Regions from separate parts of the Lactuca sativa genome. Here region 1 is linked to region 2. The links are chromatin contacts, called in public Hi-C maps. All regions are on one chromosome and are shown on one strand. The core of a region is the stretch at or near the end of the contact, and the rest is flanking DNA. Distances in the headings are between cores, read along the strand shown.

What was found. A called contact is a pair of places that touch in the nucleus more often than the background predicts.
Region 1: a contact with region 2 is called in a Hi-C map of seed, with 8 times the contacts expected there. The contact joins the promoter of LOC111916156 here to the promoter of LOC111889171 in region 2. A contact is called at or near these places in 3 of 4 Hi-C or Micro-C datasets (leaf and seed).

The regions. Positions count from the first base shown.
Region 1 is chr3:111,319,565-111,322,509 of Lsat_Salinas_v11, forward strand. LOC111916156 (lipid phosphate phosphatase epsilon 1, chloroplastic) reads left to right here and starts at 1,289. Exons shown (of 4, transcript XM_023911792.3): 1 at 1,289-1,891; 2 at 2,020-2,245; 3 at 2,349-2,422; 4 at 2,517-2,806. The coding sequence starts at 1,565. The coding sequence ends at 2,741.
Region 2 is chr3:110,895,441-110,898,190 of Lsat_Salinas_v11, forward strand. It overlaps LOC111889171 (pentatricopeptide repeat-containing protein At3g62470, mitochondrial), which reads right to left and starts at 1,367. Exons shown (of 1, transcript XM_023885311.3): 1 at 1-1,367. The coding sequence starts at 1,235.

The DNA of each region.
Region 1 (2,945 bases), core at 39-2,538, 420 kb after region 2:
CACCTGCAAACGGTTGTTACAGCCTCCATCACCCTTCCATTCTCTAAATCGCTATCACCTTTCTACTCCTCTCCCCATCGCGGACAAACCCACCCTCACTAGAGAATCCTATTCTCGCCGGAAAATCTCAAAATTAGTCAATAAATTACTGGGACATGTGGTATAAGTTGAAAACTTTTTGGACATATGGTGGACTTTTTTGCAAATTACAGCGACCAAATTTGAACTTTAAACCCAATTTTAGGATTGATTTTGCAAGATATATAACAAAGTTAACCATGAAAGTGGTTAAGTAGACTAGAATGATAATTCTGCGTGAAAATTATGGTCAAAGCCTGTTAAGGTTTTTCCCAACTACACGTGTAAAACTTGAGAAATTTATTTGTATTTATCATATTTTTAAATCCAACATGTTACCATCTTTTTTGTTTCTTTCAGTGTTGTAGAAATTGGCCTTGGTGACCGATTAATTGTTTGACGGTCTTGAACTAATTATGATTATGTTGTTTGGCGGAAATTGGTCAAACTCGGGCTTGGCTGTCATAGACGAGAAATATTTAAAAAAATTCGAAATTTTTATTTTCAATTATTACACTAAAATTTAAATTTTTTTAATTTTTAAGTTTTCAAATTTTAAAATATTATATTAAAATTTCCAAATTTTCATATTTTTAAAATTTTAAATTTTCAAATACTTAATTTTTTAGGAAATATTAATTTTTTAAATAATTTCATTAATATTAGGGTCCCTGATTAATCCCCGTCTAATCTAATTAATTGTTTATCGTCAGTCGAACGTCGTCGAGCTACCGTCAAACGATTTTTACAACATTGGTTCATTTATAAAACCGTCCAGTATAGGTATCACGAAACCCTCCGTGGTCCAGGTGGACATGGTGGTTGTCCGTGAACACCATCCTGGTCCTTTCGTGGTGTTGATCTGAAACCACAAGCATGGTCTCTCGTTTTGCCCACCATATTCTTTTGTTGTGAGTATACCGGATTGAAAATGAAAGGAAGATGGAAGAAGAAGATGACAAGGTGTCGTGGTGTGTATACATGAAGGACTAAGTTCACCCTATCGGGTTCTTCAACATAATCATATAAAACCAGACAAAAACATAAAACATATCATTTTAGTAGCCAAATTTAAAACACAAAGCAAGGCTATTATTATATGATTATAGGCTATATTGTTAATAACAAGATGAACCCTAAAAACAATGAGAAATGTAATTTATTTGTGACACAACCCTATCCATATATGCATAAGGCATATGCCCTTTCGTGTCCAGTTGAAGTATTTTGACCCGGTCCGCTGATGAAAGCTGCCGTGGATAGTTGACTTACCGATCCAGTTGCAACAATTTCAAAACCCTAATTACTAATCTTGAATGCAGGAATCAAGATCAACAAACTACTTCGATTCCCTTTTTGGAGTTTTCTACACGACACTACCTACCTGTTTAAATAACAACCTCTCAATCCATCTCAACATCTCCAATATATCCGGAAATAAACCCTAATCGATGCAGATCACCTCGTCATCTTCTCTAATTACACTATGTTGTTTGCAGTGGTGTCGATCTTGATAAGCCCACCACCAATTTTGAACCAATTTCATAAGTTCGATATTCATCGGAAAACCCCCTTTTCTACTCCCGTTTTTCGTACCTTGAAGGAATCTGCAATTGGATATCCGAAATCTGTTAGACTGAAGAAAATGAAGGTTGAGGAATCGATTGAGACGGGGATACTCAGCGGTGGTGGTGGTGATAATGAACGTTTTAGTCCTGCAGTTTCCGCTTTAGAACAGGAAACTTTGATCGATTATGGAGGTGATTCATTTCATCAAACAGTTGGTGGGCTACACACAGTTGTTAATCGTTTGGTTGGTATTGTTGTTTCCTTACATTTATTTCCCCATATCCAAATTAGATTCTGCCAGAAAACACAATAACCTCAAATCATTCATTTGTTTTCGATTCTCTCTTATGGATTGTTGAAATTGCGTATCAGAGTAAATGGGTGGTAGCTGCAATTTTCGGTGGATTCATTCTGTTGAGACACGATGCTCTTGCATTATGGGCTGCAATGGGGTCTGTTCTGAATGTTATACTATCAATCACTTTGAAGCAGATTTTGAAACAAGAACGCCCTGTTTCTAGAGTAAGTTCAGGCCATGGAATGCCATCTTCGCATGCCCAATCCATCTTCTACGCCACCTTAATCTTGATATTGTCAGGTAATTAACATTCTTTTCTACTCGATCATCACTTCATTTAATAACTTCATCTTTTTCTGAAACTTTTATGTGTTTCATCATCATCATCATGTTGTAATGACAGTGATCAAAGGTCAAGGATTGAATGTAGTTACAGGCGTCTTTAGTGTTCTTGTTGTAGCTCTTGGTTCTTATTTCGTAAGTATACTTACATACATTTAAAATTGGATTAATTATTTGTGTAATGCGAATTTGTTTTTAATCAAACTTTCGAATTGGATTATTTATGCAGTCATGGCTAAGGATTTTACTACGATATCACACTACAAGCCAAGTTGTTGTGGGTGCAATTGTGGGGTCCATTTTTTCAGTGTTATGGTTTTCAGCATGGGAAGCGATTGTTTTCAAGGCATATAACTCGATTTTGTGGGTTCGAATTCTTGTAATTGTTGGAGCTTTTTGTTTCTGTTTAGGGTTTATATCACATGTTTTTAGGCATTGGATGAAGGATGAATGATCATATATATATCATATTCTTGTACATTTTTAATAGATCTAAAGAAATCATCCGATCATTAACCATATCCATATCCATATTTTGTTCGTTTTTAAATGTAATTGTAGTGTAGTATTTGGATAGTATTGTACTAAATGATTAACAAAGATGATTTTTATATTATGTCTGATAGATTTTTTTTGAACGGCGAGCATTATATTGACA
Region 2 (2,750 bases), core at 117-2,616:
TTACATGGACCTTTTGATTTCATGATCTCAAAGAGCTTAATTGCTTCAGATCTTTTGTGGGATTTGAAGAGTCCTTCAAGCATGATGTTGTGTGCAACAATGTCGGGTGTGAAACCCTCATCTGTCATCTCATTCCATATCTTTCCTGCTTCTAGAAGATTCCCGAGTTTACACCAACCGTTTAACAACACTGTGTATGTTTGTATGTTTGGAGTGAACTTACCTTTTAAGTTGTGAAACAAAACCTGAGCTTCTTTTCCAAGCTTTGATCTTCCAAGATTATCGAGTAAACAGTTGATGCTATCTACTCCAACTTTGAAATTGTGTTTCTTCATCAAATCAAACATTCCTACTGCTTTTCTTCTTTGTTGACCTGCTGCAAATGCTTTGATACAGATGTTGAATGTTTCTAATGTGAGTAATTGTTTCTCACCCATTTCATTGAGTATAGAGATCATGGTTTCGAATTGTTTAGTCTTCCCAAGAATGTTCATCATTGTGTTGTATGTTCTTGAATCATGGTGATACCCTGGTTGTTGTCCTGCCCATGAAAAGAATCTGAAAGCTGGTCTTCTAGCATGTTTAAACCTTTCTAACACATCGATAACCAGATCATGAGTTAAGTTAATCTTACAGTCGTCTAATACAGCTTCCATGTTTCGATCTAGGGCAAATAACTCCTCAATCACGTTACAGATCCTTTTGACTTCCTCTTCATCTGCTACAGATTTCACACCTTCTGTATCTTCCGATTCTGATTCGTCATCAGAATTTACAACTCCGGAAAAACCCCTAATTTGGTTGTGCCGTTTTTTCTCTAATAGATCCATTGAAGGAAGTGATTTAAAGGAATGCACATGATTTGTCATAGGATTCACACACCTCGTCGATTGTGAATGCGAATTCACAGGAATATACCTAAGGTGTGAAGTTACTAACACTTCTTCTTGTACAGAAGAGATCCAAGAGGAGTGTGGCAAAATAAATGGAACTTGACAGTGAGTACGACGGAGACTATTATCATCACAAGCAGAAAAAATACGAGACAAGGGCAAAGAGCTACCGTTAAGCAAGAGCACTTCCCTTCGAAAGGGTTCTCGTCTTCCTCGAGGCGTCGCCGCTGCTTGTCGTCGGTGAATGACAGAGCATACGCCGGCGGCGGCCCTGTGGAAGATTCCGCCATCTTTGAGCTTTAACTCCGACAAAATTGACCGATTCTTTAGATTAACAGCCATTAAACTCCATGGATATTGTTAGATTTAGTAGATGCACCGACTAGCGGCGAATCGGCGATCAGTATCGGTGATTGGAGTGGTGAAGATAGGGAGTGTAAACTGTAACGTACAACTAACGATGACAGATATTGTTTTTCGGATTTTGTTTTAAAGAAAAAGTGTTGGGCTAGCTAATTTGATTTTAGACCATGGACTCTTCTTTATCCATTTAAGTGCCCATTTATTGCTATGTAAATTGTAAAGTCTAAACCAAATGTAAGGCCCAACTAATGATATAAAGCAAGTTATGTGTGTTTTGAAAATATTAGGGTAAACTACTGAAATCGTTTTTATGATTTGGTCAAATTTGTATGTTTGATCAATAATCTTTTGTTGCATTCAGATCCTCCTTATGGTTTGATTTTGTTACGTTTTTCATCCTTATGAGTTGATCAAAATTGCACGTTTGGTTCCTAATTTTATGTATGAAAGTGGACGATCTGAGTGCAAAAACAAAGTTGGGGACCAATTTTGACCAAACTATAAGGTAGATTTTAGTAATTTACTCAAAATATTATTTTGATGTTTAATATGAAAAATTAAGGTCTAATTATAGCATATAATATCTTAATATTCGGCATATAGAATAACTTTATTGGTCTATTTATGTGTCATTATGCATTCAATGTATGTCATAAGTCAAACTTATTCCAAGTTTTCGTTCAAAAGCTTGATGTATGGATAGTTATCAAGAAGAATAATTCTTCGTAACAACACAACATATATATGGTTAATGTGGCAACACCCTATAAATTGAGGATCTATAAATTGAGGGTCTGAATTAAAGGTTGACCTTTTACTCTTTCGGAAAATATCCTTTGTTCTATTACTAGGAGTTTCTGAAACTCAAACTAGTCGTTATTTTGATCATCAAGAATAAACTTATTCCGAGCAATCAACCATTGAAATTGAGTTAAGAATTTCTTTTCACAGATGAGGTATGAGGTCTTGTTTGGTGTTTGTGGAATAACAACCATGTACATTGAATTTGGTATCTTTATTTGGTGGCATATGTGAGAACATGAGAAAAATATTGTTCTCACACTATCTATTTTTGTGGTGCTTAACATGGTTGGCAAAAGTTTTTTCTACCATTGGAGAAAACATCTAATCACTAAAGGATATGTTTCTTTTAAAGTTCAATGGTTGTTGTGTGTGATGTCGTTTTAATTTTGGACCTTTTGGTACCCAAGAATCCATGATGATCTCATATCATTATTCTAAAACAAGTTCTTGTTCTCTGATTTAGGTTCTTGAATTAAAGAGAGAGGAATAGTATTCAAACACAATAAAATGGATAGGGGTTTAAAGAGAGAAAGTGGTATTCTGTTTTTGATCGCCAAAAAAATCATATTAACCGAAGACTAGCCCTCAAAGATATGATAATCACGATTTGACATTATCATAAGTAGTCTTAACTATCAGTCGATCACCCATTATCATAGCCCTCAAACAAAATTACTATTTGCCATTAGA